Regions from separate parts of the Mus musculus genome. Here all the other regions are linked to region 1. The links are chromatin contacts, called in public Hi-C and promoter capture Hi-C maps. All regions are on one chromosome and are shown on one strand. The core of a region is the stretch at or near the end of the contact, and the rest is flanking DNA. Distances in the headings are between cores, read along the strand shown.

Region 1 (3,073 bases), core at 364-2,863:
AGAGGTCCCAGTGGAGCGAGAACTCTCGCCTCCTGAGCCCATTACCCCCGGGCGAGTCCCGAGCCTCAGGTTAGCGCAGTCACCTGACTGCGCAGTAGTGATCTGTCCTCTGCGGTCCCTAGCGCCGCCGAGCGGCCAGTCCTCTCAGTCTACACTGGGCGCGAAGTGGGGGGATGAACAAGATAAAAGAATTGCCAAGACCAGTGGGGCTAAGGGGTGTCCGCAGTGGCAGGACCTTTTTAGGGGCAGGTAAGAGCCATTAAAGAAAGTAACTGTGTCAGACGTGGTGGCAGAAGCCAGCGGGTTTCTGTGAATTCGAGGCCAGTCTGGTCTATAGTGAGTTTCCATATGTAGCCATTGCTACACAACACAATGAAACGGAAAAGGAAATCAGAGGCTTGGGAACTTGTTAAGTGGTTAACGTTTGTTCTTCTTCCAAAGGACCCAGGTTCAGCTCCCAGCACTCCCACAGGTGGCTCACAACCATCCACAAACTTCTTCCTAGGGGATCAGATGCCCTCTTTAGACCTCTGCAAGCACTAGGCACATACAAAGTACACACACATACATGCAGGCAAAACATTCATACACCTGAAATAAGAATACATATTTAAAAGACGGGGGTGAGAGGCGGGCGTGGTGGCGCACGCCTTTAATCCCAGCACTCGGGAGGCAGAGGCAGACGGATTTCTGAGTTCGAGGCCAGCCTGGTCTACAAAGTGAGTGCCAGGACAGCCAGGGCTATACAGAGAAACCCTGCCTCAAAAAACCAAAAACCAAAAAAAAAAAAAAAAAAACCAAAAAAAAAAAAAACCAAAAAAAAACAAAAAACAAAAAAAAACAAAAACAAAAAAACAAAAAACGGGGATGAGGAGAGATAGCTCAGTGGTTAAGAGCACTTGTTCTTGCAGAGGAGCTGGGTTCGATTCCTAGCACTCACAAGACAATTCACAAATGTTTCTAACTCTAGTTCCAGGATGTACAAGATATACACGATATACAGATACACATACGTTCAAAACACTCATACACATAAACTAAATCTTTTTTAAAAAAATGTAAAAAACAAAACTATTTTTTTAAAGCTGAATTCACCACACATACGCGCGCCCGCTTGCTCTTGTCCCAGCCCCACGCGGGCTCGGGATCTGGGGACAGTGGTGGCATTGGGGAGGTCAGTTGGGATCTGACCGACTGTCGGTCCCCTTTGCCCCTGCCAGATAAACAGACGGCCGTGGGAACTCAGAATCGCCCCTTCCCGATGCTGGGATCTGGGGACAGGAGCCTACGCTGCCCGGCGCCTCATAGCACCTGGGAGCCACCGCGGCTCTAGCGATTGCAGATTGGTCGCGGTCCCCGCGACGTGACCTGCGCGCGAGGCTTGTTCGCCCGCCGCGGCGTCCGCGCTGAGGCCTCCGCACCTCCAGAGGGCGCTCTGCGCGGGAGTGGCCAGCCGCTGGGCCTTCGGAGTGTCCCGGTCCGGTCACCGTCCCGAGCAGCCCGGGAGCTCCGGAGCCCGCCTTACGAGTCAGCTCGTGGCTTTCACGGTTTCGGTTTTCGTGGATTGCCGGGAGGTGAGGGGGAGCCAGTGTGGTGCCCGCCCCGGAAGCGACAGTGGAGGAGGGTTGGGCACCCCGGGAAGGGTGGACCGCAGGGATAGCGGCTACTTGCAGAGAGCCTACGGGCTTTGTGGACAGGCGAGGCCACAGGATTAGTTAAGTGGCGTTGGCTATATCTGCGAGGGAAGGGAGTGGAGGGATGAGGGACAACGGAGCGGGGTGGGGGTGTGCTGCGGCGGACGGAAGCGTTTCCCATCCAGGGTTCATGGATTTAAGTGACACAATTTAGGGAGAGGACAGCGGAATCCAAAACAGGGAAGTGTGCACGGGAAGCACCAGGAAGTGTAGAGTGACTGACAGGCAGGAGATGGGAGTGGAAAGGTGTGCTCCGATTAGAAGGTTGGACCGCCAGAGTTGAAGAGATGGGAGGGAAGATAAAGAACTGAAGGCGTGTCTGTGTGTGTATCCTGTTCTGGCAGCTGACCGGAAGAACTGGAAGCCCCGAAGCCCCGGGTATAAATGCAGCGTGCTCTTGGCGTGGGTGGGACTGTGTAGCGGTGAAGCTTAGCAGGCGTTATGCTGGGGTGGGTGTTTTGGGAGGGGAGAGAAGCTGGATCATCCCAAAGTGGTGATCTGACCCTACCCACCATACCCCCTTCAGCCACCATGTTCAACCCGCAACTCCAGCAGCAGCAACAGTTGCAGCAGCAGCAGCAACAGTTGCAGCAGCAGCTCCAGCAGCAGCAGCTCCAGCAGCAGCAACAGCAGATACTGCAGCTCCAACAGCTGCTGCAACAGTCCCCACCACAGGCCTCCTTGTCCATTCCTGTCAGCCGGTGAGTTTTCCACTTCCAGGAGCAGTCTGAGGTCTGACGGCTCAGACCCACATTTTGGAGCCTGGCTCCCAGTAGTTATTTTTTCCCCAGGGGCATCCTTGTTTGAGTATTAAATGTCATCAGTTTCTACCTTGGAGGGGATCCTCCATCTGCCATTGAGATGGAGAGAATGGAGGTGAGAGACCTCCGGGTAGATGGCTTTCCCAGGACCCCTCTGACACCCTACTCCCATCACACAGGGGCCTCCCCCAGCAGTCATCCCCGCAACAGCTTCTGAGTCTCCAGGGCCTCCACTCGACCTCCCTGCTCAATGGCCCCATGCTGCAAAGAGCTTTGCTCCTACAGCAGTTGCAAGGTATGGCAGTTCCCCGTGGCCCTCAGCTTCTTCCTAACCCATTCATTCTTACCAACACTCACAGCGGCCCTAACAGCATCCTTATAGATGAAGATACCAGGCTCCCAGGAGATGAAGTCCACAGGCTACTCTGCTAAGTACAGGGTTACCGGGCTACGGTGCTGGCCGTTCCTGCCTCTGCTGATAAACCTAAGGGGAGGCACACCCGTAACCCCCCTCTACAAATGAGGATAGCAACCTGAGGCCCAGAAGAGGGACCATGTGCCCATAGTCACAACACAGGTAGAAGCTAATTAGACAGCCATCACTTGGTATCCCTACCA
Region 2 (3,073 bases), core at 312-2,811, 1.9 Mb before region 1:
GAGACTGGGAGCTCTCTCCTGTCTTCTTTAGATGGGCCCAGTGCCAGGGAGGCAAGCCAAGAGAGGTATTAAAAAATCCACCTGTCAAAATCTTCATAGATCTTTTTGATGTGGGAAAACTTGGCTGGAGGGTGGAAACAGGCTGGCCGCTAACCTGTGGCCCTGAAATCAGCCCTGCTTGGGAATGGTGCAAGACAGGAGATGCCAGGGAAGGGCCACTAGTGGACAACCAACGATTGCCACACACCTGCCCAGCTGTTTCCCTTCCAGACCTCAGGGCCTTGGTGGCCACCCCTCTTTTGGTGGTTTGTTTGTTTTTTCTAAATGAGTTCTGGATCATCCAGGTTGGGATCAATAGTGGGGGAAATACACTTTTGTGCTTCTGCTGTGAGTAATAAGCCAAAAGACCCCATTTGGGCTCAGTTTATTAGCACAACCATGGGATTTGATTGTCTCCTTGTTTCAGTCTCCCTAGCATTAAAATGCTTATGCAGTAAGGTGGTCCCAGAGGGTGACGGAAGGCGGGACGACTTGGAGGAGGGTCTCAGGTGCTGCCAGGACTCTTAGTAGAATCTCAGTCTTAGCTGCCAACCCAGTGTCTGACAGGGCAGTCCAGTTCACAGCTGGATAGACAGCCTGAATCAGAGAGGACAGGAGCTCACCATTAGGATAGCTGCTTTAGATAAGGATGGTGAGGGGCAGCCTGCCACCTCCTGCCTCCTCCTGCCTGTTTGGGGGATTTTCAGTACTAGTCTCCACCTGAGGTTCTCTTAGCAATATGCAATGGGGAGGGTGGGCATCTGATGAACTCAAGGAGACTGGGTAGGCTTGGAGAAGTGGCTCTAGTCGGGCAGAAGCATAGCCTAGGGCTGAGCTCTCTAACCAGTAGCCCCGACAGGTGTCTGAGTCCGAATAACTGGGAGCATTAGGGAGGAGTGGAGTGGAAAGGTACAAAAGACTTGAACCTAGGTTTCTCAGTCTTCTTCTGGGATCGAACCCACCCCTTACCTGGTCTCCTTTATCCACCTTGCAGATCGCACCCTACCAGCCGGTCTGGGGTTTTCTTGACCGTTGCTGGAGGCCCGCCCGTCTTGTCCCGTCCATGGCCCTGCTGGGCGAACTCACCACGGTTCTGGCAGCAAAGGCTAACATCGTCCCAGTCTGTTTGCGGACACTTGGTCCGCTCCGCCCCTCGCGCTGGGTAAAGACTGCGCCACTGCTGGGGTGCTGGGGTCAGTGGGTTCGCGGCTCCGGTTCTAGGTTCAAGGTCGCCGAGTCACTGCCGCTAGCCAGTAGAGGCGGCCCCGCGGCCACCGGGCCCGGCGGGCTGCCGGTGGGGCAGGACTCACGGGGCGGAGCTTTGGTGGCTCGCAGTCCCCGGCCGCTCGCCCCGATCTCGGGGTGGGCCCAAGCCGGGGAGTGGCCGCAGAGGGCGGGGCTTGCGGAGACGGACCTCTAGCTCAGCTGTTAGCAGCCCGGCGCTGGGCTCCCGTCACGGGGTCACAACGGTAGGCGCTGTCCCGCTCGTGCTCTCCGCCTCCGAAAGCCACCTTAGCTGTCGAGGCGGTCACGTGCGTTCAAGTCTGACTGGTGTCCTTGAACGTCACTCTAGGAATGGCAGGAGAACACAACTGTTGACTGGGGACTGTCTCAGATTGCTTGGGTGGAGGCATGCACAAAGAAGATGACAGGTGGCCTTGCTCCGCAAGAATACTGCTGCCATACCTATTCCCTCCATCACCCCTCACCAAAACAAACAAACAAACAAACAAACAAGCAAACAGAACCCGACGCCCCGCACAAACATGGCTGCCAGCGCCGCAGTTGGCTTGCAGGCGGCAGCCGTTAGTGCGCATGCTCCTCGGCGCCCCGCACCAAGATGGCCGCTGCCTCGGTCGGCGCGGCCGCCGCGAGACGGCCGTTGGTGGGCATGCTCCCTGAGTGCCTCGCACCGGCATGGCTGCCGCCTTCGCGCGAGTGACTGTAATTCTCGGCTTCCGGTCCTAGCCAGTCAGCGCTCATTTCCCTGCTGGAAGCTTGGCGGAGCCGGGGAGAGCTGCGGGGTGAACATTGAGAGGGACCGGCGAGCATCCGCTCCGGCTCCTCACGGAGAAGATGGCCGAGGGCGAGCGGCAGCCGCCGCCAGGTAGGGCGGTTGGAGGGCCCGGGCGTGCGGGTGGGAAAGGGGTGTGGCTCGGGGGGTCTCCCGAGTCTGAGGAGCTCTGGGGACGGAGGAGGCAGGGCTGACGGCCTGGGCTGCAGGCGGGTGGCGGTGAGGGCGACCCGGCCAGGGCGGGCGGGCAGAGCGCGGTCAGGGGAAAGGCTCTGGACCTGGGGGCAGAGTTGCCTGGGGTCGGGGCGAGAGGGATCCAGGAGGCTGCGTTCTTTATGAGACTCCGCTCGGGTGGACCTGGGCCTCGCTCGGACGCCAGGCTCCTTCATGCATGTCCTGCCCACCCTGCATGTCTTCCCTCCCTCCGTCCCTCCTTCCGTCCTGCAGGCTTGGCTCTGGGGGTTTCAGTATCTGCAGAGTTAATTGAGAGAAACTGCCCACGGTGTCTAAACCACTAATTTTAAGAGGCTGTTTGTACAAAATGAGAGGGTTGGTGGCATCGTCGTCTGTAACTTTTATTTACACTGTGGCCTCGTTGTGGTCCATCTCAAGTAACTAGGGCAGAGACAGAGGCCAGATGCTCCAGTAGAGACCCCCTTTCCTGGAGGAGGAGAAAGCAGTTTGCTGACTCCGTGTAGTTAAGAAGGACTGGAAAATTCTTACAGAGTGGCTAGGTTGGCTAAACTCAGCTCGTACTTTGATAGTGTTTGATGTACCTTCCACCACACTTCCTTTTTTGTGGTCCCAAAGAAAGTCTCAGGAGGAAGAAAATTTGAAAATCAAAAGAAGCACCATTTTTGTGGCGCCCCCCCCCTAAATATATGAACACGTGGAATTCAAAACCAGACATTTATTTTAAGTTATACAAAATCTCTATGAATGTGTCGTTTTTGTTTGTTTTGTTTTTGTTTTTCGAGACAGGGTTTCTCTGTGAAGCTCTGGCTGTCCTGGAACTCACTC
Region 3 (3,073 bases), core at 321-2,820, 1.9 Mb before region 1:
GATTTTTTTTTTTTATTTTACAATTTATAAAACATCAGCCTCTGCTCGTCCCCAGCTCAGCCCCGAGTGGCCAGGACCCGCTCGCTCCCTATCGCCCCTTGGCCGAGTCTTTGTCTGGCCCCAGCCCCGCGGGGCCCAGGGTCCCCATGCCCTCGGGGGTCCCTAGAAGGCGACAATGGCTCGAGTCCAGGCGCCGAGGCTGGCGAGCGCCTGCTTGGCGCACAGCTGCCCGTTGAGCGGCGGCGGCTGCTCCGAGGAGTCCGGCTGTCGGCTCACCAGCCCCGAGAAGCCCGAGCCAAAGATGGAGATCAAGTTTGAGATGTTGGACGCGTCCGGGGACGAGTCCGGGCAGAAGTCCTCGAAGCGGGCGCGCTTACAGGGGGCGAATGGGGTACCCCCGGGGGGCTCGGCTCCCAGGTCGCCCGCGTCCTCTTCGTCGTCCTCTTCCTCCTGGCCAGGGTAATACTTGCGCTTGCAACCAGCGGCGGACGCCAGACCGGGTCCCGGAGCGCCCTGGCCACAGCAGGGGCAGTGGGCGGAGGCGCAGCAGTCCTGGTGCAAGTAGCCGTTTTCTACCGTGGTCACCACGTGAGTGTCCAGGTCCAGCACGGTGGTCTGGCTGCTGCAGTGCACGCCGAAGTCCGAGGGGGCCGGGTACGCGCCCCGGTAGAAGCCAGTGGATGAGGAAGGGGCTGTAGAGGCGGGCGGAGAGGAGGCAGCGACGGTCGAAGGGGCAGCCCCCGGAAGCACCGAGGGCGCAGAGCAAGCGGCCGGGACGCGAGGGTCCCGCGGGCAGAGCGCGGCGGGCGCGGGCGGCGGCAGCGGCGCGGGACCCGGCTGCAGCGGCTCCAAGTGCTGCCCGCGGTGGGGCGCGCCGTGCGGCGGCTGGAGCGCAGCGCACCCGGGCAGCTCCGAGAGCGCCCCCGCGCAGCCCGCGGGCGCCCCGGCCACCGCCACCGGCGCCGCCGCCGTGCAGCCCCTGGGCGCCGGGTGTTGGTGTTGGTGCAGCTGCTGCTGGAGGTGCAGCTGGTGAAGCTGGTGGAGCTGGTGCAGCTGGTGCCGGGCAACCGGCTCGCGCGCCTCCGCGTCCCCGCCGCCGCCAAGTTGGAGCGGGCCGAAGTCGGCCGCGCTGGCCGGCATTCCGGGCGCCGCGTAAGCGAGGTGCTGGTGCTGGTGGTGGGGCGGCTGCTGTTGCTGCTGCTGCTGCTGGCGCCGGTAGAGCTCGGCGTAACGCTCGCTCAGGTAGAGCTGGCGCGCGTTGCGGAGCACGTAGGACACCAGGAGGTTCTTGTGCAGCTTGATGCCGCCGCGCTGGGTCCGGGAGCTGTGGATCTTGCGCAGGGAGATGCTGATCAGGCTCTGGGCGTCCAGGGCGCACTCCATGCTCCCGCGGAGACGCGGGCGGCGGAGCAGCCGCCTCTGGTGCTGCGAATGCTGCTCCTTGCGTGTGTCTCCAGTTGGTCGCCCGGGCGAGCCAGGCACAGGGAACCGAGCCCGGGTCGGCGGGTCGGCGACACTCCGAGAGAAGTCGCCACCATGCGTTGCGCGCCACCCGCAGGCTCACGCTCCCCAGACGGCGCCAAAGCAATGAGCCTCCGCCGGCCCCGGCCCCAACTATTTAGCTGGGCAGCAGCGCCCCGCCCCACTGTAGATTAGCCAATAGAAGCGTGTAGAGCCTTCCGACTGACAGCCACTGCCCTCCCCGGGACCACTTGACTGGCCAATCAGACCAAGGCGGTTCCTTTGTGCTATTCAAATAACGAACGGACCCCGGGCCTCCAACGCCGCCGTTGCCTCGAATGTTCTCCTGGGGCCGCGGCACCTCGTGGGACTAGGAGCCTCCGAGGTAGTCTCTCTCAGCTTTGGGTCGCCTCTTGGGAGCCACGTCGAAATTCGTAGCTTTCCTGGACGTGGCTCCTGCGAGCTGGGGGTCGGCTCACCTGAGCGCAGCGGAGATGGCTCCGCCCCCTTCCGCATGGTTGGGCCTCACCTGCGGCAGGTGCGCGCGGTTCCCCCGCTTCGAGCCACGCGGCGCCTCCTCTTTTCCACCTGCCACGGCCGGGGGCAACCTGGGCGAGCTGAGCCTTCTTCCAAGAAAAGCTGAGTGGGGGGCGCACCTGAGAACTAGAGTGCTGTCTTGGAAGAGAGGGTTTGGGGCCTGATTACCTGATGTGTTAGCCCAGGGGCCTCTGGGAATGGTCACGGAAGGGCCTCTCTTTCTGTTTGACTCAAATCCCAGTGATTTTTGATCTCTAGTAGAGAAGCTTTGTGATCGTGAGACTGCCTGGGTGGGGGGTGGGGGTGGGGGTTTGGGCTATGAACCCGCCCCAAGCTTCCTCCTCTTTTGGGAGACCTCTTCTTTCCTGACTTAATATCAATGACAATAGAAGCCCTAAGTGCCTAGCTTGGATCTCTTACCAGAAAAGTCTGAATTTCTCCCTTTAAGGTTCTTGGAGGCCAAGCTTGAGACCGCTTGAGTGGAGCAACCTGTTAAGTTTTGGTCCTTACCCTGAGCCCCAGGAGTACCCAGGCCAAGGACTTCTCCACTTTTAGATTCTTATTCTGAGTTATCTACTGACCAATTGAGGACAGAGAGCAGAAAAGAGAGAAGATGCCTGAGAGTCCCCTTGTACTGAGAAGCTTAAAGAGAGTAAGAGGGCAAGGGTGGGTGTGGGGGGCCCAAGATGCCAGCCGCAAGCCTCATCCACCGCGTTTAAGGTTCCTTTTAGTACTTAGGTCAGAAAATTGGCCCAGGCAGAGTCCAGGGCTGGGCCCTTGAGTGGGACTGGGGGATGGGGGGGGGGGAGTGGGGCTCTTCTGAAACCCTCTGTCTTTGGACCCTCTCAGCAACTCTGCCCCTTGGCCAATGTCTCAAGAAAACCACTCACCAATTGTTTCTGTAAGTGGTGGCAAGTGTCAAAAGCGGGGGACAGTTTGCTCAGGTTTTCAGATGAGGAGGCGTAGTCACTAGCTCCAAAGAGGCTTTGTCTAAGACCACAGGCTCTGGGCACAGTGCTCTGCTCCGTCCGCACCATCTGGGGACATGTAACTGTTAGAACAGCTCTTCTCACCC
Region 4 (3,073 bases), core at 236-2,735, 1.6 Mb before region 1:
GAGAGATGATTGGCATCCTGGGTTTATATGAATGAAAGGATAGCTGTCAGGCAGCTATAGCCAGAGGGGATTTCTGAATAAACAAAAGACTGGCTGTCTGGCAGTCCAGCAGTTTGGGGGCAGTTATGAGTTCATGGCCAGTTAGATGCTTCGATGGCTAGGTGGATGGAGATTCACAATAGCTTATAGAAGACCTGGTTTGTGAGTAAGGGGTTAGGTGCGTGAAAGGATGGATAGGTGAGTGGATCGATAGATACACGGTAAATCCATTACTAAATGTCTGGAAACAAGGGAGCGAACGAATGCCTTCCTGTTCCCATTCCCAGAACTCATGGCTTGGGGAAATGATAGAAGTGATTGTTAGGCAAGCCTATGACCTCCTTTCCATCCCCCAAGCCCACGTGATGGTGGGAGGAGAGAGTCAACGCTACAAAATTATAGCACGTGTGTACTCACAACAGCTACTACTCACGGATGGGCCTTTTTGGCTCTGGCAAGTTCACCTCTTGGGAGCCCCAGGGTAGTCTTCTCTTTAAAATTGTTGTCCCAGTGCAATGGTTTGTCCCTCAAAGAGAAAGAAGTCACAGCTGATGTGAGCAGAGGCCCACCTTGGTAGCACTCAAGGCAACCCCTCCTTCATCAAGAGGGTCCCCTCCGCTTACCACAGGTCTGGGAGGAATAAGCAGCTGGAAGACCGAGAAGCTAGGCAGTGATTTGATGTACTCCTAGGGTTATGTGGCGCTGAGGGTGCTGGGTGGGGACAACAGGAGGAGGAAGGAAAGGAGAAGGGGGAGGAGGAGAGCCCGTTGAGATGGAGACAGTCCTCGCTTGGGAACCCCAGACTCCGCGCACACACACCCACTCCCCACCCCATCCCCCCGGCCTCACGGTCCGCCTCTGGGTCTGCGCTCTCGGCGCTCAGGTGGTGCAGGAAGTGGCGGAACTTGTTGGGCAGCAGCTTCCCCAGCAGCGTGCCCAGGGAGTCAGGGTTGTCGCGGGCTGCAGGCTGCCGGTTCCCCCGAGTTCCCGCCTCCCGGGCCGAGCTGCTCGGCTGCAGCGACGGCAGTAGCAGTGCGCGCGCGGTCCCACGGTCTCGCCGAGCGTTCGGGGACTCGGGGGACCCGCAAGGCAGGCGCTGGGACTTGCGGTCCCGCCGCCACGCGCCGTCTACATCTCGCCCCACACGGCCTTCGAGCATTGGCAGCAGCATCGGCAGCCGCTTAACAGGGCGGCGCTGGGTGGTCCCGTCGGGATATCCCTTGGGCTTGTAGGCCGGGGTCCCCTCCATGGACTGGCGCCGGAACATCCTGAGTCAGAGCTCGGCTCAGGACACCTTCGCGCCCGGGGGACGCGCAGGGGCGAGCGGGGCCGCAGGAAGGTCGTATTCCAGCCCGCAGTCCATAGCGCCGGGAAGGGGCAGCAGAAGCCGACTCCGGCAGGACCCTAGCCTGCTGTGTCCCGGCGCAAAGGCGGTGAGGGCGGGAACGCCAGCCCTTTGGGGCGGCTGTGACGTTGACATGAGCTAGAGCACGCGGAGCGCCTGGCACAGTGCAGAGCTCTCTGCACCTGCTGGCCTAAGACCGCCTTTCCTATCACTTAGCACACTTGGGAGAGGGTTTGTCTAGAATGTGCAAGAAACTGAGCGTGGCGGCCCATGCCTGTGATTTCAGCACTTGGGAGGCAGTTGCATAGGCTAGAGAAACAGATCAGCGAGAGGACCGGACTTAGATTCCCATACCGTATATACAGAACAACTCACAGCCTCCAGTGCCAAAGTTATCCGCCACTCTTCTAGCCTCAAGGTCACCAGGCACGCACAAAATGCACTGCCATGGAGGCAAAACACTCATACTCATATTTTTTTTTTTTAAATTAAGGCTATTGTCAGGAAGTGGTGGCACATGCTTTTAATCCCAGCACTCAGGAGGCTGAAGCTGGTGGATCTCAGAGTTCGAGGCCAGCCTGGTCTACAAAGTGAGTTTCAGGACTAAACAGAGAAACCTTGTCTTGAAAAACAAAACAAAACAAAAAACCTCAAGGCTATTAAGTGTGGTAGTGCACAGCTTTAGCTCTAGCACTTGGGAGGCAGAGGCAGGCATCTCTCTCAGTTTGTGGCTACCCTGGTCTACATATGAATTCCAGGCCAGCCAGAGCTACATAGTAAGAACCTGTCTCAAACACAGGGCAATGGTGGCACACACCTTTAACCCCAGCACTTGGGAGGCAGAGGTAGGCGGATTTCTGAGTTCAAGGCCAGCCTGGTCTACAGAGTGAGTTCCAGGACAGCCAGGGTTACACAGAGAAACCCTGCCTCAAAAACAAAACAAAACAAAAACCAAAACAAGAGAGAGAGAGAGAGAGAGAGAGAGAGAGAGAGAACCTGTCTCAAAATAAACAATTCAAGGTTGTGCTTGGCTATATACCAACTTCAAGGTCAGCGTGGGCTAAATGAAATCCTGTCTAAAAAATATGATTTAGAACAGTGTTTCTCAACCTGTGGGTTGTGACCCTTGTGAGGGTCACAACGGCCTTTTCACAGGGGTCACCTAAGACCATCAGAAAACACAGATATTTACATTACAATTCACAACAGTAGCAACATTACAGTTACAGTTAGAGGTTGCAATGGAAATAGTTATATATTTGGGGTCAACACAGCATGAGGGAGCGTGCATAGGGAGGCTGAGAACCACTGACTTAGCGTTTTGTTTCTGCTCCAATCCTTAATAGTCTTGAGATCTGGGCAACCAGAGAGCTTTCCCCTAAAGACTAGGACAAAGCCTGCATCTGACTCTTTGTTCAATTAATTCCTTTTGGGGAAGTCTCCCTACAAGGCACAATCCATCATTCCCCTGCCTCTGTTTTCCAAGTCCTGGGTCACCCCTGGCAGCTCACACATGACTTACGGGCATAGCAGGAGAAGGCGTGGGAGGGCTAGACCTCCTACTGAAATTGTAGACTTCCAGTTTGTAAACTCTGATGGGGAAGTCACTCTCAGATCAGGACCAGGCTGCAGATACACATGACTTTCTCCCACCTCCTACCCCAGATGCTGACAGTGGATCTGGGGAGG
Region 5 (3,073 bases), core at 353-2,852, 1.2 Mb before region 1:
AGTAGTTCTGGTTGGCCTTGAACTCAGATATCCACTCGCCTGCCTCTGCTTTCTGAGTGCTTGGATTAAAGATGTGTACCACCACCTCCTGGCTCCAAGTGAATTTGTTGAAGTTCACAGTTTGTGGCATTAAAGTATATCATATTGGGCTGAAGAGATGGCTCAGCAGCTAAGAGTTCCTGTTCTTCCAGAAGACTGGAGTTTGGGTTCCCAGCAAGCACAATGGATGGCTGACAACCAAGGTAACTTCAGTTGCAGGGATCTGATGCCCCCTTCTGGTCTCTATGGGTACACCTCATGGCATTTATAAACACACAAACAACATAAAAACAAACTTAATTTCCTATCTATATGTATTTATATATACAGATCTATCATGTTGGGTTAGAGACACTGCTCAGTGGTTAAGAGCACTTACTGCTCTTATAGATAGATACCTGAGTTAACTTTCTAGTACTCATGATGTCAGGCAACACACAACTGCCAGCAATTCCAGCTCCCGAGGATCTGACACCATCTTCTGGTCCTCTCAGGTACCTATACATGGCACACACATACATAAAAAACTTAGAAAAGCAACCAACCAGACCTTCAAAATACATCCTGTTACTAGTTCCAGTTAAAAAGCTATAGGAATCTGATTCTGTCATAGGTGTTCACACACCTACATAGTGGTAGCTGCCTGGTAGTAGAGTTCCCTGTGTTTTTATTGTGTCCTATTTTGCTTAAATAATTACATGCACATACACAAAAGCATATGTTACTTGTGTGTCCAGCTAAAAACAAGAATCTAAGAACTAAACCAACTTGGTTATCAGCTATTTTAATACGAGTGTTTCCTGTAAGCCCTGGTACCAGGGACCTACAACCAAGTCCTTCCATTAAGTGTTAAGGACTAGAAGCTAAGTTTCCAAAGAGACTAAAATAGAAAACATTAAGGCTCAGACTCCAGCGGTGGCATGAAATCACACAAGACAAAATGACGTATCAGTTAAAAATCTGCATGTGATCCCCAGCTCAGACTGGCCAAAATGACCATTTCTTAGAGTTTAGGTAGAACAGAGGAACAGCCTGACACCTACCTCTTATATAATTAGATTGTCCCAAAGATTAAATGCCACTTAAAAAAAAAAAGCCTAGTGGATGGCTTCCTATGGACTCAATAAATCCTATTACTGCAACTATTTCAAGCTGAAGTTTGTGTAAAGGGCCTAGGATGATAATAAGTCAAGGAATCTAAGACAGGCCAGCAATTTCTAAGTTATTACCACCGAAGGCAGTCCAATCATCCGCCAGGGTCAGTGGCGGACATTGCGGGTTCCAGACTTTGGTCCAGGCCCCTCAATCCCCAAGCCCGGCAAGGCAGAAAGGAGGCCCGGCTTGAACTTGCCCCGCCATGGTTGTCATGGCAAACGCTTCAGGGTCCTCACAGGGGCTTTGCCGGAAGTCCGTCCTGGGAGGCCAATTGAAGAGTGCCGAGGTGGTCCGCTCAGGTCCCTGCGTGACCAGAGTTGCGTTTTGCAGTAAAACGATCTCAAGGACCTCGGAGGCGGCAGCCGCGCCCCCTTCCAGAGCACCTCCGGGACGACGCACTTTGACCCGGAAGTGGGTGGGAGAGGAAGCAGCTGGTGATGCTGGAACAAACATGGCCGTCCCGGTACCCCTCGGCCGCTTCGGCTCCTTCTGCCTGCGGCTGCTACGACTGCTGGCGTTGCTGGAGCTGCTGGTCCACCCCGTCTTGGGCCGCGTCCATCACCTGGCGCTCAAAGTAAGGCCTGGCAGGCTGGGGGCAGGATCAGGGAGTGGCGACGGGGGGGTGGGGGGAGCGCGACCGCTGTCCCGGGCTGAGCCAACTTCAGCCCAGCGGGATCTCCTAAGTTCGGCCCCTGAGCCAGGGGGTTTGCGCCGCCCCGTAGGGATGGACTACGCCGTGCGGCCTCCTCGGGTAGTCTGGTCCCTGCAGGTTTGAGGTCCTGAGGAAGGGGCCCAGATGCGGCCTAAATACCCAAAGACCTGGGAGGCCACTCCTGCGATTCCTGCTGGCTTCCCTGGATTCCACGTTGGTGGCAACCTTCCCTAATTCACCCTTTCATAACTTAAATTCCAAGTTCTCTTGTCCGCGATCTCCGCCCTTCTGTGCTCCTTGATCTGGCGCTTTGAAGTTGTGCGGAATCTTAGCCTGTTTCCTTGCTTGGTTTAGGGTGCTCGGTTGACTGACCAAAGCCAGAATCCCCAAGAGGAATTCAAATCTCTCTTGAAATACATGCCTTGGTTTCAAGAAGAAAAAATAAGAAAGAACAAGCCTGAGGATTTAAACTCAGCATCCAAAGTGTTTCTAAGTAGTGGGCCTTTTTCATTCCCGCTCTATGGCCATTGCCTAAGGAAGATGTTTATGACAGGCCTGAAGTGACCACCAAGAACCGCTATGGTAGCTAACTCACAGTAGAAAGTTCTCTAAGGCTTACACAGGATTGGCAGCCGGTTAATATACCTGGAGAACAGAAAGTGACATCATTATGACTCAAAGCCTTGTACATTTTCCTAATAGTCAGTGTACCAAGAAGTTGCGGATCTGGACACAGCTGTCTGTAAAAACACTTTCCATTAGGTGTGAAGGATAAAGGCTTGTGAATGTAGCGTTTAAAGGGTCCAGACAGACTGTAGATTTGAAACCTGGCCAAATCCATACAGGCACACTTGGGCTGTCTGCTTTTGATTGTTAAAATGATCTTGAAGCTGGGCGGTAGTGGCGCATGCCTTTAATCCCAGCACTTGGGAGGCAGAGGCTGGCGGATTTCTGAGTTCGAGGCCAGCCTGGTCTACAAAGTGAGTTCTAGGACAGTCGGGGCTATACAGAGAAACCCTGTCTTGAAAAACAAACAAACAAATGATCTTGAGTAAAGTGACTCTTACCTACAGCAAGACAGATCAATCTTGGCTCCTTATAAAATCCACTGAAAGCTGTAGGCACTCTCCCCAGAGAAATGCTTTTTGAAGTAAGACCATCTTACATCTTAACAGCTTTCTTGGCCTTTCTGTAGCTTCATAATCTTGGTACAGTTTAATCAAGGTA
Region 6 (3,073 bases), core at 398-2,897, 1.1 Mb after region 1:
CCAAGAAAACTAAAAAGGCCTAGCCTGTGAAAAAAGACCAGAACACTTTCTACTCTAATAAGGAGTATCTTTCCAGTTTTACAAGCTCTTGGCATGTCAAAGGTAATGTGTTTCTCAAGCTGCCCCTCAGTAGATCTCTGCACTGACTCCAGAGGGGCCGGGAGGGAGGGGAAAACTGCTGCTACAAGATTGAAAGGAACTCCACATCAGCTGAACCTGCTGCTGGGAAGGGCTTGGCTTGCATTGCTACAAAGGATTCAACTAAATGTTGCAAACCAGAGTTAGTTATGTAGCATTCACACTGTTGTGCACAAACCATTTCTAGAACGTTCTTTCCATCTCTTAAAACTCTGTATCCACTGAGGCAGCCTACTTGACTCAGGCACTTGATAAAATATGTTTCATCTCCTGTCTATTCCAGATACACTCCACTCCAAAAGTTTCAGTGTTCCTCCCTATGGTGTCTCTGTCTCAGACAATACTTTGGAAACAAGCAGGGAATGGATTCCTATTAGGTTTCTAAGTTCTTCAGTAAACTGCTCCTAGAACTCTGCTACTGTGCTAAGTTAAGGGTCTCAGAGGCAGATGGAAGTCTAGTCCTTCCTAAGCCTGTAGATGCTGGCCTGGTTAAACAGAGCAGCTCCAAACAGCCCTGGAGGCCACCCAGGGTTTCTGGAAAGAGCAAAGAGTTGTGGAGACCTGCGCAAACCACTGCCTAGATCCTGAGATGGGCCTTCACCGTGAAAGCAGTAGCTCCTGACACTTTATTAGGTTTGGTGACACTTGTCAGAACTGAGACCAGACTGTGATCGGGCCACTGGTAATGGTGCCCGGCCAGGGGAGTTTTACAGGGTCATGAGTCACCTTCCATGGCTCAGAGGTCCAGGCAAGGCCCGCCCTGCCTAAACAAACTCAGTTGGGAAGGAGAGAACAAGAACACAACATTGGCAGAGAGAGAGAGAGAGAGAGAGAGAGAGAGAGAGAGAGAGAGACAGACACACACACACACACACAGAGAGACAGACAGACAAATGACCAAGAAGTCAGTGTGACTTTCGGGCCCTGAACCAGAGGGCGGCCCGAGGGGGCAGAAGCAGAGTCAAAAAACACTGAGGCAAGGGAGGAGACAGAGGTAAAGACAAAGTCCAAAGGTTGTCACCACCAAAGATGCAAAGTATAAACTCCAGCTGACAAGAGGCCAGGTGAGGACAAAACAGGTGACAACGGTCTGACAAAGAGGCGAAACTCAGGGCAGCGAGGTTCTCCTTCGCGGCGTCGGTTCGTGCGTGGGTGGCTCGACCCGGAGGTCGCCCCGGGGGCGGATTCTCCAAGAGCTCCAGGCGGCGGTGCACCTGCCGCGGGGTGACCTTGGCCAAGAGGTCGCCCGGGAGGCCGCAGGACTCTAAGCCGGGGCGCCGGGGCTTCGGAGTCACTCGCGCCGTCCCGCATCACCGCCGTCGGAGGGAGAGCAGTGTCCCGTGTCGCGGCCACTCGTGACCCCGACCGCGACCTCCCGCGCGAGCGCCCAGCCTCCCCGCCCCGCAGTACCTTCAGACGGCTCCGCGCCCGTAGCTCCAGCCTACCGGAGCGTCCCCGTTGCCGTACCAAGGCCTTATTCTCCGCCGCCACCGCGGGGACAACTTCCGCCCGAGCCTCTCGTCCCTCGGATACGCTTTCTGATCCCGCCCTCGAAATTGCCAGTGCTTCCGGAGGCGTGTCGTCGACGCTGGGATGTGCGCATGCTCCAGGCGTGCTTTCGGGGCGGGTCTTCAGGAGAGCACGCGCAGGGTACTGGCGTCTGCGCAATGGTCTCGAAGAGTGAGATAATTTCGAGTTCGTAGCTCTGGAAGCCTTAGTGGAAGACTGACTCTTGCAATTTATACGCTCACCCCACCACCACCACCACCACCAAAAAAAAAAAAAAAAAAAAAAAGTAATAACATTTCAAGATGGCTTTAAGTTGGACTTAAATCCACTCGTACCTGCACCTGCTGAGTATCAGGATTGCAAGGATGTGTTCCCCATAGTTGGTGTAGGGTGGATACACAAGCTGGACCCGACACACATTTGTGTCTTAGGTCAGTTTCCCAGGTGTGCGCCTACTTCTTTTTTGTTTTTTTGTTTGTTTTGTTTTGTTTTCTTTCTCTCTCTCTCTCTTTTTTTTTTTTTTTTTGGTTTTTTCGAGACAGGGTTTCTCTGTATAGCTCTGGCTGTCCTGGAGCTCACTTTGTAGACCAGGCTGGCCTTGAACTCAGAAATCCGCCTGCCTCTGCCTCTGCCTCTGCCTCTGCCTCTGCCTCCCAAGTACTGGGATTAAAGGCTTGCGCCACCACCGCCCAGCTTGCACGCCTACTTCTTGGTTGGGCTCTGGAACTCAGCCGTATTTAGAGAGGAGGTTGGGACTCCCCGAGAGAATTATTCAAAGAAATTCTGGGAGGGCTGGAAAAATGGCTCAATAGTTAAGACTACTCATTTCTCTTCCAGGGGACCTGTGTTCAATTTCAAGCACCCAACTGGTGGCACACAGCCTCCCTAACTCCAGTTCCAGGTTATCTGTCTCCCTCTTCCGGCCTCCACTGACACCAGGCAGGCAAACAGTACCCAGACTTGTGTGCAGGCAAAACACACATACACATTAAAAAAAAAAATTTTTTTTTAGAAGTTCGGGGAAACAAAACGAAAGAAAACAAATACTGAAGCACAGAACTGGGAACAGGTGCGGAACATCTTGCTAGGGGAAAAAACGTGGGGATTAAGGGAATGGCTCAGTTGGTAAATCCTTTACAAAGCATTGCAACTTAAGGACCTGAATTCACTCCCAGAACCATATAAAAATAGCAGGTGTGGTGGCAGGATTTTAACGCCAGTGCTGTGGAGGCAGGGATCAGTGAGTTTCAGAATAACAGAGAACCTGCCTAAAAGGAGTGGCTGGCACTAGGGGTTTTCCTTTGACCAGCACAACCACATCTGCATGAACACACATACAAATACACATGCATATAAAAAAGAAAAAATTGGGGCTGGGGTTGGGGTCGGAGAGATGCCTCAGAGGTTAAGAGCACTGGCTGTTCTT

The links. Promoter capture Hi-C pulls out the DNA fragments that hold promoters and counts their contacts. Hi-C and Micro-C count contacts between places; a contact is called where the count stands out from the background.
Region 2: a promoter capture Hi-C map of liver shows a contact between it and region 1, with 7 times the contacts expected there. The contact joins the promoter of Crat here to the promoter of Ciz1 in region 1. A contact is called at or near these places in 4 of 39 promoter capture datasets (hippocampal neurons, liver and pre-B cells) and 1 of 9 other capture datasets (adipose tissue).
Region 3: a promoter capture Hi-C map of pre-B cells shows a contact between it and region 1, with 6 times the contacts expected there. The contact joins the promoter of Ier5l here to the promoter of Ciz1 in region 1. A contact is called at or near these places in 3 of 39 promoter capture datasets (liver and pre-B cells) and 1 of 115 datasets of contacts at active chromatin or transcription factors (pancreatic cancer cells).
Region 4: a Hi-C map of B cells shows a contact between it and region 1, with 5 read pairs. The contact joins the promoter of 1700001O22Rik here to the promoter of Ciz1 in region 1.
Region 5: a promoter capture Hi-C map of pre-B cells shows a contact between it and region 1, with 4 times the contacts expected there. The contact joins the promoter of Gpr107 here to the promoter of Ciz1 in region 1. A contact is called at or near these places in 3 of 39 promoter capture datasets (liver and pre-B cells).
Region 6: a promoter capture Hi-C map of liver shows a contact between it and region 1, with 2.4 times the contacts expected there. The contact joins the promoter of Zbtb43 here to the promoter of Ciz1 in region 1. A contact is called at or near these places in 2 of 39 promoter capture datasets (liver and pre-B cells).

The regions. Positions count from the first base shown.
Region 1 is chr2:32,361,585-32,364,657 of GRCm38.p6, forward strand. It overlaps Ciz1 (CDKN1A interacting zinc finger protein 1), which reads left to right and starts at 1,614. Exons shown (of 17, transcript NM_028412.2): 1 at 1,614-1,714; 2 at 2,221-2,395; 3 at 2,635-2,750. The coding sequence starts at 2,226.
Region 2 is chr2:30,414,187-30,417,259 of GRCm38.p6, forward strand. Crat (carnitine acetyltransferase) reads right to left here and starts at 1,562. Exons shown (of 14, transcript NM_007760.3): 1 at 1,126-1,562. The coding sequence starts at 1,152. It overlaps Ptpa (protein phosphatase 2 protein activator), which reads left to right and starts at 1,864. Exons shown (of 10, transcript NM_138748.5): 1 at 1,864-2,146. The coding sequence starts at 2,116.
Region 3 is chr2:30,472,629-30,475,701 of GRCm38.p6, forward strand. Ier5l (immediate early response 5-like) reads right to left here and starts at 1,571. Exons shown (of 1, transcript NM_030244.3): 1 at 3-1,571. The coding sequence starts at 1,383. The coding sequence ends at 163. Gm31291 (a long non-coding RNA gene) reads left to right here and starts at 1,680. Exons shown (of 7, transcript XR_003954013.1): 1 at 1,680-1,846; 2 at 2,447-2,650.
Region 4 is chr2:30,800,252-30,803,324 of GRCm38.p6, forward strand. 1700001O22Rik (RIKEN cDNA 1700001O22 gene) reads right to left here and starts at 1,486. Exons shown (of 7, transcript NM_198000.3): 1 at 889-1,486; 2 at 663-750; 3 at 473-565. The coding sequence starts at 1,306.
Region 5 is chr2:31,150,714-31,153,786 of GRCm38.p6, forward strand. Gpr107 (G protein-coupled receptor 107) reads left to right here and starts at 1,603. Exons shown (of 18, transcript NM_178760.4): 1 at 1,603-1,768. The coding sequence starts at 1,646. D330023K18Rik (RIKEN cDNA D330023K18 gene) reads right to left here and starts at 1,578. Exons shown (of 2, transcript NR_040334.1): 1 at 1,269-1,578; 2 at 336-537.
Region 6 is chr2:33,466,885-33,469,957 of GRCm38.p6, forward strand. It overlaps Zbtb43 (zinc finger and BTB domain containing 43), which reads right to left and starts at 1,648. Exons shown (of 3, transcript NM_001025594.1): 1 at 1,549-1,648.